Regions from separate parts of the Zea mays genome. Here region 1 is linked to region 2. A link is a contact called in public Hi-C data. All regions are on one chromosome and are shown on one strand. Each heading gives the region's core, a stretch centred on a gene start, on an enhancer-like site or on the middle of the called end of the contact. The rest is flanking DNA. Distances are from core to core; before and after follow the strand shown. Region 1 has its middle 10 kb from the start of LOC100283571. Region 2 holds the start of LOC100281341.

Region 1 (6,415 bases), core at 3,526-6,025, 330 kb after region 2:
CGTGGCCCGGCGCGGCCCCGGTGGCCCCTGCCCACCCGGCGCGGCCCCGACGGCTCCCTGCTCGCCCGGCGCGGCCCCCGGCGCGGCCCCGGCCGACCCAGCCGCCCCTGGCCGGTTCAACCGCCCCCCTGGCCGGTTCAACCGCCCCGGCCCCGGCCCGTTCGTCCCGCCCCCGTCCCGGCCTCACCCGACCATGTCCCCGCTCGCCCGCGCTCGCAGTGATTATTTGTTAATTAGCGTGTTGCGTCGCGCGCTTCGCCGCGCGACGGATTTGTCTAATTTCAGATTCTATCTGTGTGTTGCGTCGTGCGCTTCGTCGCGCGACGATCCATTTTTAATTTCAGGTTGTTTAAGGTGTAACGCCGCGTGTGTATTCATGCGACGTTCCACTTTGGACTCAGTTTAGTCGACGTATGCCGTCGTGCGTTTCGTCGCGCGACGCTTAACGTCTCCTCATAACTAAGGCGAAGTGTCTCGTTGCGTGCTCGGTCGCGCGACGAGTCGTTAACTTCTTAATTTGTTTTAGAGTGCTATGTCGCGCGTCTCGCCGCGCGACCATCCTTTTTATTTATCTCCACCTGCTAATAACGATTAGACATGAAACATGACTTTACTTTACGCTAAACATAGAGTCTACATTAAATTTCCTTCCATTAAGCAAGTGGTTAATTTATAATCATGTAACGTGATCGTTTCTCGACTGTCTTTTCCTCTTTCTCTCTTAACCGTACTCGCGAGCCCGCGTGGAACGTCTGTTTACTTATTGCATTCCATTGTATGGTGTACTGTTCTTTTGTATTAAATATGTGGATGTATGTATGTTTGCAATCGCGTAGAGAACGATCCGGTTGAAGAGCCCGAGGAACCCGCAGGAGAAGCCCCTGAGCAGCAATCGGTTGGTGGAGGCAAGTGTCCCTTGACCTATCTCTGTCCTATTCATCATTTAATTCACCTCCCGCTTTACATATTTATGCCTAAGGATTGACTAGCTTTTGTTATCCATGTCCTTGTTTACCTATCTGGGTTGGATTATTATTGTTTAGCTTTATGCTATTGCTCAAACTCTAATCAATGAACATGATGAGATTATCTATGATACGCTGTTTTCCCTTCTCTTATTGTGATGTTGTACTTGTGGTCATCAAGGGGGCTCGAGCGGTTTCTCGAGTGCCTCTCCGTAAGGACCTGTTCTATGGATGACCGCCCGGGAAAACAGTGCAACCATGAGGGTGGAATGAGATGCCCCTAGCTGAATAATTAGAGGATCCGGGGTGTAGTTCGCTTCGCCGTCGTGCCGTCAATGGGGCTCGGTGTATGCGGCTCGCTCTGCCAAGGTTGATTTGTCCCTTGGGGAGGAGTGCGGTACATTTAGGAAACCTAACGGGCGGCTACAGTCCCGGGGAATCTTTGTAAAGGCTATGTAGTGATGCCCTGCTGGGTCACCTTGGTAGTGATCAATGGAGAGTCATGATCTCCGGGCAGAATGGGAATCACGGCTTGTGGGTAAGTGCACAACCTTTGCAGAGTGTTTGAAAACTGATATATCAGCTGTGCTCGCGGTTATGAGCGGCCAAGGGAGCTCCAGTGATTAGTGGTACTTGATCAGAGACATTATGGTACAGGTGGTTATGAGATCGATGGTTCTGGTTATGACCATGGTGCTGGTAAGTGGTATTCTTTCCGTTTGGAAAGGGTACATCGGGCTAATAACTTGGGTTAATGCTAAAACTTGGCTTTCTCTACTAGTAATAATAATCTGACCAACTAAAAGCAACTGCTTGACTTATCCCCACATAAAGCTAGTCCACTACAGCCAAACAGGATACTTGCTGAGTATGTTGATGTGTACTCACCCTTGCTCTACACACCAAACCCCCCATCCCCAGGTTGTCAGCATTGCAACCACTGCTCAGGCGAAGATGAAGCTGTGGAAGGAGACTTCCAGGAGTTCCAAGACTACGACGAGTTCTAGGCGTGGGTTAGCGGCAACCCCCAGTCGGCTGCCTGTGAAGGCCGCGTTTATCTACGTTTCTTTTCCGCACTTTGATTTATTGTAAGAACTATATGGACGTCTCAGACGTATGATGTAATCGACTATTATTTCCCTTTTAATACTATTCTGAGCACTGTGTGATGATGTCCATGTTATGTAACTGCTGTGTACGTGAATAACTGATCCTGGCACGTACATGGTTCGCATTCGGTTTGCCTTCTAAAACCGGGTGTGACACCACTACACACCAAGTCAAATTATTTTGTTATGTTGAACTAAAGACTAGTGCGTTCTTCTTGGCCGAAGTGTTCACGCACAATCTCGATAGTGCGTTCTTCTTGGCCGAAGTGTTCACGCACAATCTCGATAGTGCGTTCTTCTTGGCTGAAGTGTTCATGCACAATCTCGATAGTGTGTTCTTCTCGGCCAAAGTGCCAAACCGAGTTTGGCATCACTCGAGGCAAAGGAACCTACCCTGCCACTACACACCAAGTCAAATTATTTTGCTGCATTGAACTAAAAACTAGTGTGTTGTTCTTGGCCGAAGTGTTCATGCACAATCTCGATAGTGCGTTCTTCTCAGCCAAAGTGCCAAATCGAGTTTGGCGTCACTCGAGGCAAAGGAACATACCCTGCCACTACACACCAAGTCAAATTATTTTGCTACGTTGAACTGAAGACTAGTGTGTTCTTCTTGGCCGAAGTGTTCACGCACAATCTCGATAGTGCGTTCTTCTTGGCCGAAGTGTTCATGCAAAATCTCGATAGTGCGTTCTTCTCGGCCAAAGTGCCAAACCGAGTTTGGCGTCACTCGAGGCAAAGGACCTACCCTGCTACTACACACCAAGTTAAATTATTTTGCTGCGTTGAACTAAAGACTAGTGCGTTCTTCTTGGCCGAAGTGTTCATGCACAATCTCGATAGTTCGTTCTTCTCGGCCAAAGTGCCAAACCGAGTTTGGCATCACTCGAGGCAAAGGAACCTACCCTGCCACTACACACCAAGTCAAATTATTTTGCTGCGTTAAACTGAAGACTAGTGCGTTCTTCTTAGCCGAAGTGTTCACGCACAATCTCGATAGTGTGTTCTTCTTGGCCGAAGTGTTCATGCAAAATCCCGATAGTGCGTTCTTCTCGGCCAAAGTGTCAAACCGAGTTTGGCGTCACTCGAGGCAAAGGACCTACCCTACCACTACACACCAAGTTAAATTATTTTGCTGCGTTGAACTGAAGACTAGTGCGTTCTTCTTGGCCGAAGTGTTCATGCACAATCTCGATAGTGCGTTCTTCTCGGCCAAAGTGCCAAACCGAATTTGGCGTCACTCGAGGCAAAGGAACCTACCCTGCCACTACACACCAAGTCAAATTATTTTGCTGTGTTGAACTGAAGACTAGTGCATTCTTCTTGGTCGAAATGTTCATGCACAACCTCAATAGTGCGTTCTTCTTGGCCGAAGTGTTCATGCACAATCTCGATAGTGCGTTCTTCTTGGCCAAAGTGCCAAACCGAGTTTGGCGTCACTCGAGGCAAAGGACCTACCCTGCCACTACACACCAAGTTAAATTATTTTGCTGCGTTGAACTGAAGACTAGTGCGTTCTTCTTGGCCGAAGTGTTCATGCACAATCTCGATAGTGCGTTCTTCTCGGCCAAAGTGCCAAACTGAGTTCGGCGTCACTCGAGGCAAAGGAACCTACCCTGCCACTACACACCAAGTCAAATTATTTTGCTGCGTTGAACTGAAGACTAGTGCGTTCTTCTTGGGCGAAATGTTCATGTACAACCTCGATAGTGCATTCTTTTTGGCCAAAGTGCCAAACCGGGTTTGGCGTCGCTCGAGGCAAAGGAACATGCCCTGCCACTGCCCAACAAGTCAAATTATTTTGCTGCATTGAACTGAAGACTAGTGCGTTCTTTTTGGCCAAAGTGTTCATGCACAGCCTCGATAGCCACTTGTAGCAACCAGTAGTGGTAATGGATCATGATCCAAATGTGTCTTCATAAGTTATAATTTTTAATTAAGTTTAGTTCAAAAATAAGTAGGAACACGGTTTGATCCCAATCTGATTCGATACTTAAATTTTATAGTATAAAATCTAGAGCCGGCCAACACATAATTTGCGCATCCAGCCGTGATATTCACAATACGGTGTTGGGGGATTGTAAAAACTAAACCATAACCTACTGTTTCGATCACAAACCAAATTGTAGAAAGTGACTATTGAGCACCATATTTAGCACCTAGACACAAAAGTAAAATACGATCGATAAACATACAAAATGAAAATATCTTAATATAAGAAGTCTAATATAACAAAGTTGACAAAGATCACAAGTTTATAATTCAAAATATAACAACCTTACAATTCACAATATAATAAGTTCACATATAACAAGTCTACATTTCCTGATCCATTTCACAAAACATAATAGGGATATCAACACTTCTAGCCTTACAACCTCGGAATATATAGATCCATTAGTGCATTAGTAAAAGGGTAATGACTAATTAAATTGTAAACAGATATAAATTTATGCTATATAATATTTTCGTTCTCCATCTATCCAATCTTTGATGCAAACAAGCTAGTGCTTCTACCATTGTAGGATCAAGGCAAGTATGAAATGGATCAAGCACACAACCATCGTCACGATTTTTTTTTAAAAAAATATAGTACTCGTGTGTGTATATATAGCGTGTGCGAGAGAGTGGCTGGTCCCTCTCACGTACCGCGTGAAAAGCGTGAGTGAAGCACGTCCCGCCAGCCTCTCCAAACGTTTGTGGGCTAGGTAATGGGCCCTGGCAAGAATCAAAATTGTGTGTGCCTTGCTGACTTGCTGTATCTGGTGTTAGTTTAGCCCCACCTTTTGAACGATGGGAGACTAGACAGACGCTATATATATGTCCTTGTGTTTAGGCCGGGTGGAGGCGAAGGGGTGGGTGGGTTAACCAGCTGGTCCACCAGCCTTTGGGCCTGTTAGTTTTTTGTAAAACTCTGAGGATAAAATTCGGTAAATTTTAATTAAAATCGGTATAATTTCCAATAAAAAATTCCAGTGCCGAGTTTGTTTTTAAAATTTTCGTATTGAAAAGTTTCGTGACCGTAAAAATCGAAAACGGCAACCAGAATTCTGAAAAAAAAAATCCGAAATCGTTTTCATACCTACTCTTCGATGCGATTCCAGCTCTCAGTATCATGTTGCCCGGCTGCAGCCGTCGCATCCAGCCGTATCATGGCACACCAGACGCGACATGTAGTAAGTAGCACTACTGTTTTAGATGGCATCTGATTTTTTTTATTGATGCTTCTTAGTTTACTGTTTAAGCGTTTTAGTTTGCAGCACTGCGTGTACGATGTACTGAAGCTGTGAAGAATGAGCATTGCCACAGAAGGCGTTTACTTGTTGATCCAACCCCATATTTAAGAACATCGATATAAGACACAAGAAAAGGTTTAAATAACTCACCTAGAAGATGTCAGCATCCATTATTTTCTGTGTGGGCTCTGAAGGAAATGAAACAGAATGTACAATAACGATCGTTGCCACAGTTGCCTAATGGTACAAGAATAGTGAAACCAGCTTATACACATACTGCTGATAGGAGCCAAATGACAATGCCTGACGAAAGGCAGCAACATACAACCAATGGTTAAGCAAATGGCCCATTTTCGAACTAAGAAAGAAAATCATCTATTATCAATTCATCAATTATCAACTCTACAAATAAAACTCATCCTATAACCCCTTGCTCACGGTGAGCTCAACAGCAAGGATGGCACAAAGGAACCTCTGTTGTGGCCTGAGCTTTGCCATACCGCATCAGGCATCACATCAACATAACATATGTAAAGAACAACAGCTATGTTATTAGCAGATTCTGGAAGTGAAAGGTCTCTGAAGTTAATCATCTGACTGTATGGTCTCTGAAGGAAATGAAATAGAAAATGGAACACACAAGTAACAGAGCGCATAGATCTTCAACATCCATTGTTTTCTGTATGGTCTCTGAAGGAATTGAAATAGAATGGTCTCTAAAGAAATGTATCTAACAAGCACAAAGAACCTGAGATGAATAGTAATGGTCTCACTAACAGGTAACTCAAGTACAGTATCATGCAGATTGCTTACTACCAAAACGGCGAGCCAAAATCTGCTGTTTCATCAACTTGAAATACAGTTTTGATTCTTCGTTCATTGTGCTTGTGTTAGTTTGCATTATCTCTTTGTCGTGCTGATCTCGCTCCAAGTCAAGCTTATTCTTCTCCAATTCATAGAACCTGTCATCATCACGGTCCCTCTCAATTTCTTGTCTTGCTTCTCTCATCTTTTTAACTTCTTCAATGGAAGGATCACCATCAGTGTCAAACTCATCATGCTTCCTCCATCTTGCCTTTTACTTCTCTGCTTTCTTTCCTAGTGG
Region 2 (5,732 bases), core at 2,512-5,011:
AAGCTTGCAGCGGAGGACACTGTTTGATCAACTGGTCTACAACATGTCAGCCAAAGAACAAGGGGGGACTTGGCATTCTGAACCTAGAACGCTTCGCAAGGGCTTTAAGAATCAGATGGCTGTGGATGCGTTGGAAGAACAGGGATAAGGCGTGGATTGGTTTGCAATCGCCATGCGACAAAATAGATGAAGAACTTTTCAATGCATCCACGGTAGTCAACGTTGGTAATGGGAGAACAGCAAGTTTTTGGAAATCTAGTTGGATCCATGGTCAGGCGCCTAAGAATATAGCGCCAATTCTGTTCAAGAAAGCAAGGAAGAAGAACATCTCAGTTTTTCATGCTCTTAGAGCCAATAGCTGGATTCAGCTATGTCTGCCATGCATACGAGAAGACGAAATAAAAGATTTTGTAACCCTATGGCAGGCTATCAGTAGCATGCACGAACTTAATAACTTGGAGGATTCCATCTCTTGGAGATGGACGACTGATGGCCAGTACAGTGCAAGCAGCGCATATAACATTCAGTTCTCAACAAACTTCTGCACAATGAAAATTTGTTCCATTTGGAAAGCAAAAACTGAACCCAAGTGTCGCTTCTTCGCTTGGACTCTTTTACACAATAGAGTGTTGACAGCAGAGAACCTTCAGAAAAGGGGATGACCTCACAATCCTTCTTGTTGTCTCTGTAATTCGACCTTTGAAACGACGGTTCATCTCTGCAAGGACTGCCCCTTCAGCAGGGAGGTGTGGGACAGAATCTTGGCTTGGGCGAATCTTTCGTCCTTTAAGGGGATCTATGGCTCTGATTCATTGTACGACTGGTGGAGAAATTTGAGAAGTAGGTGCAACAAGCCTTCGAGAAGATCCTTTGATGGCCTTATCATTTATTTTTGGTGGAGCATTTGGTTAGAGAGGAACAATAGAATCTTTCACAGTCAGCTTAAATCAACGGAGCAGGTCGCGCTAGTGGTCAAAGAGTTAGTTGGTTGTTTCCATGGCCTGGCTGGCTAGTAGGTACGCTTAGTAGGTCCGCTTAGTAATTTTGTTCAGGAGTTCGCTTCTAGTCTTGTAAGTCGTCTTGGTTTCTTGTAATTTCCTGTTAGTCCTACTCCTTCTAATATATTGGAGCGGCAAGTCTTTTGCCTCTCCCTTTCAAAAAAACTTCAGTATCACTTTTTGTGAGCTCTTCAACAGGATGGTTGAAAGAATCAAGATGTCTAAAAAGAGAATGAATTTGCCAAATAGGTTTCTCTAAATATTTTTTCCTATAAATTAGAGCTTATTATGGAACCCACACACACTTATGCGGTTATGCCTATAAGTGTTTTATCTACCGGTTAAGAGTTTTGCATCCTAGGTTTGTAAACACTTGATGTAAGTGCCAAAAAGTAAATGTATATCACTTGCCTTCACACTAGCAACCCGGTCTATCGTGGCCGATACATATCTCTTGACCTTCTCTATCTAACCACGTGACACTATGTCATGTCGCATGCAATGAGCTCCTTCGTCGCACTAAAACCAGATAATGGGGATCATGTGACGGATAGGATAATGGGGCCCATGTGATAGAGGACGCCATGGCGATTGTCTTGTACTCACTATACATTTATAGCGAACCACCACATATAGGACACTGTAAAACCAATTCCTAAACCATAGGCATTGGACGAGCCTTGTGATAGCATCGGTCTGTTCGGAGTAGAATAGTTGATGCACATAGAACACCATTGTGCTATTCAGAAGATGCACAGTGTGATGCGCTCAATGGACATGTTCGATTCTTTATCCAGTGTTTGGTGTAGATGTTAGTCTAATTACCAAAACTATATATGAACCTTTTCACGGTTGAGCTGGTACGGATGCTCGGCTTGGCGGGGAGCTAGGCGAGTGGCCGTAGCCATGGCCGAGAGGCGCAAGGACGCGTTGGGTGCCAACAGCCTGTACACGAGGACATAAACACCGGCATGGAGAAAGTATGTGAGAGAGAAAAATAGGAGAGAGTGTTGAAGCGACGAGCATGACCTCAAAATCTACGATGTGGACACTGGCTCATGATATCAAAACATGTTACTTTGATATCATACGTGAAGCACAGGGTCCAAAATAGAAATTAAAACACACACAAATCTAAATATAAACATTTTTTTAAAAAAGCTATAAAAAATCGGCCGAGCGTGCACCCTTTCAAACTTTATTCGAGTATTCTAATATTAACCTCAATCTACATGTGTAAATTGATTTACATTACATCACAATCCACTTTAATACATATGTATTACCAAAGTATTCAAACTAGGCCTAGAAGAGAGGAAAACGGCTGGTCACGTTGAATTGTCTGCGATTTTGCTGAGGCTGCGTCTATAAGTGTACATTCGGGCCGCCCGGCCCGGCCCGGCCCAAGCCCGAAAAGGCCCGTATTGTTTGAATTTCGGGCCGGCCCGGCCCGTTTGAATTTCGGGCCGTGCCGGGCCGGCCCATGGGCCTAGCCCTCGGCCCACGGCCCGGCCCGTAATTGCTTAAACGTGTCGGGCTTATTTCGGGCGGCCCGAAATTATAAAAGCCCGAAATTCACATTAGGGCCCGAAATTCAATTTTTGGCCCGAAATTCAGTTTTTGGCCCAAAATTCATATTAGAGCCCTAAATTCAAAAAAATAATAAACCAAATAAAAGATAAGACAAATAAATTTGTATAAAATCAAACTTAATATTTGTATTAAAGTTACCACAGCTATGCAATGACTACCTCGCATTTTGTTAGAAGGAAAAAGAGTATAATCAGCTGTATACAAAGTTCGTAAGTTCAGTTTATTGTCTAATGTTCATAACAAAAGTAAAATTACATCGCACAATCTAATTCAAAGATACAAAAAAACATCTAACTAGCATTATCTCTAGCTTTGTGTTCTTTATCAAGTATATGAAAGTGCGAAATAAAGTGTGGTTTTAATAAATATATGGGTCTTTTCGTGCTTCTATATGGGCCTTTTCGTGCCTGCCTTAAACGGGCCGTGCTCGTGCCCGCCCATGGGCCGTGACCTCGGCCCAAACCCGGCCCGATATAACGGGCCGTGCCGGCCCGGCACTAAATTATTTCGGGCCGTGCCGTGCCTGGGCCGTGCTTTTTTTTCCGTGCTTCGGGCCGGCCCATCAGGCCCGGCCCAAATGTACACCTATAGCTGCGTCCGCACACCGGTCCGTTGGGTGACGTTACGCGCGTCAAGCTGACAACGAACAAAGAGTGTCCCAAAAGAGGCGACGAGAGGACGAACGGAAGCGAGCACCACAGCCACGGATCGCGATTTGGCACGGGTAGTAGCGCCTGCAATGGACCCATGGTAATCTGGATTTCTCACTATTTTCTGGAAAGGAGCTGGGATGAGAGAGAGAATATCTTCTGCCCAGTTGCTTCCCCCACTCGTTTTCAAAGGTGAGAGAAGTATTTAAAGATTGCGATGATATTTTAAAGCAGAGCTCTGGTTTTCAGATCTCGACCGCATAGTTGCCGCGTGTGAGCTGTGAACGGGCGAGTGAATATTCCGCCGCAGGCCATCAGGATTAGGACAGGTAATTTGGAGTTGCTTACGGAGCCAGTCACTCACAGCTCCTGGTCCTGGCGGTAAGAAGTGAACCTGCCCGGCGCCCCCCGCCGGACGGGGTCCGTCGCCTACAAGCCGCCTCCCCACGGCTCTCCGCTCCCGGCCCGTCACACCGGCCGCCAATCCTATATAAAGCCGCTCCAGGCCCTCCGCTCCTCCAGTCCAAAGCCCCTTGCCTTCTATCCCTTTCACACACGCCTCTCCTTCCCTCTCTCTCTCTCTATCTTCCTGCCTGAGGCAGCAGCCATTTCCGCTTCCGATCGTGGAGGCTTGGTGTGGAAGGAGGAAAGGAGGCCAGCTGCTGGTTTTCGGTGCGGCGGAGATGTCTGAGGTGTCGGTGATAAACCAGGCGGAGGTGGAGGATGCGGGTGCCGGGCAGCTGGACCTGCCGCCGGGGTTCCGCTTCCACCCCACCGACGAGGAGATCATCTCGCACTACCTCGCCCATAAGGCCCTCAACCACCGCTTCGTCTCCGGTGTCATCGGCGAGGTCGACCTCAACAAGTGCGAGCCATGGGACCTGCCAGGTTAGTACTTGCTGCTACTGCATCGACGCCTCATAGCTCTAAACCTGCACCTTTTTTCCCCTTGTGCTTCTACTAGTAGTACTTCTCGGCTGGAAACCATGCCCTAACCAAAAAAAGGACGGAACTTTGCGTTGGATTTCTCCAGGCAGGGCCAAGATGGGGGAGAAGGAGTGGTACTTCTTCTGCCACAAGGATCGCAAGTACCCGACGGGCACGCGGACCAACCGCGCCACGGAGACCGGCTACTGGAAGGCCACCGGCAAGGACAAGGAGATCTTCAGGGGCCGCGGCGTCCTCGTGGGCATGAAGAAGACGCTCGTCTTCTACCGCGGCCGCGCGCCGCGCGGGGAGAAGACCGGCTGGGTCATGCACGAGTTCCGCCTCGAGGGCAAGCTTCCCGAGCGGCTCCCGCGCTCCGCCAAGGTCCGGCCCTCCCCCCCTGTTCTCGCCTCGTTTAATTGCTCGTTCGGCCCTGGAAATCTTTTTCTCCCCCCCCCCCCCCCCCCCCCCCCCCCCCCCTTTTTCGTCCGCCGGTGGCCTAAATCCTCTTCTTTTCTTGCTGCCTTCGTTTGTTTGTTTGTTGCGTGCAGGACGAGTGGGCCGTGTGCAAGGTGTTCAACAAGGAGCTGGCGGCGAGGACCGAGCCAATAATGGCGGCGGCCGGCGCGGGCGAGCTCGAGCGCGTCGGCTCGCTGGGCTTCCTCAGCGAGCTCCTCGACTCCGCCGAGCTGCCGGCCCTCATCGGCGCCGACGTCGACGAGGTGATCGACTTCAACGGCCCCGCGTCCACCTCCGGCGCGCCGGGCACGAGCCACAGCCACCTCCCGGTCAAGATGGAGGAGCACGCGCTGCTGCACATGCAGTACCAGCCGCCGCCGCCCCCGACGTCCTACTACTCGAGCCAGTACTTCTCTCTGCCGGCGATGAACTCCGGCGACGTCCTTCCCCCGGCGATCCGGAGGTACTGCAAGGCGGAGCAGCAGGTGGTGTCGGGGCAGACGGCGGCGTCGGAGGTCAGCCCGTCCCGCGAGACCGGGCTGAGCGCCGACCCCAACGCGGAGATCTCGTCGGCGGTGACCCCGTCGTCGTCGCACCAGTTCCTGCCCGAGTTCGACGACCCGGTCCTGAACCTCGCGGACCTCTGGAAGTACTGAAGCCTTCCCCTGGACGGCTGGACGACGATCGATCGGTGGATCGGGGCGCCCGCCCACCCGCCTCGATCCCATGGTTTGGTTGGTTAATTGCTTGATGATTCGATTGATTATCTTGGCCTGTTGTGGGATTTGGGGTTAGTGACGGACCGTGACGCGTCCTCCGCCTCTACTGACCTCGGGGTCTGACTAGATTATTGCCCGTGCAGACCGGCAGGGGATTAGGGCCCCCCTCCTTGTTAATGAATCCGCCCCCATCCTAGGTTCCTTGTCTTGGTCACTGTACATAGCGCCCTACTCTGATTGTGTCAGTAGCAGTAGCATGATTATTGATAGGATTAATGAAATGGGGGGTAGATTAGCGTCAGCAGTGCGTTATTACAGGGCAAAGTCTACGGATTGATTAGTGAATTTGGGCGCTTGATGAGCCAGCTAGCGCCAGCTTCATATGC

What was found. Hi-C and Micro-C count contacts between places; a contact is called where the count stands out from the background.
Region 1: a Hi-C map of bundle sheath shows a contact between it and region 2, with 2.2 times the contacts expected there. The contact joins the enhancer-like site here to the promoter of LOC100281341 in region 2. A contact is called at or near these places in 3 of 25 Hi-C or Micro-C datasets (bundle sheath, ear and tassel).

The regions. Positions count from the first base shown.
Region 1 is chr9:139,088,641-139,095,055 of Zm-B73-REFERENCE-NAM-5.0, forward strand. No RefSeq gene overlaps it. Among protein-coding and RNA genes, the nearest start is that of LOC100283571, 10 kb to the right of the region's middle. Within about 2 kb of position 4,776, at least 17 of the 20 cell types and tissues checked have an H3K27ac peak or open chromatin away from gene starts, as enhancers often do. A contact at or near this core is called in bundle sheath, ear and tassel, where this site is marked.
Region 2 is chr9:138,756,766-138,762,497 of Zm-B73-REFERENCE-NAM-5.0, forward strand. LOC100281341 reads left to right here and starts at 3,762. Exons shown (of 3, transcript NM_001154259.2): 1 at 3,762-4,129; 2 at 4,275-4,552; 3 at 4,720-5,732. The coding sequence starts at 3,925. The coding sequence ends at 5,283.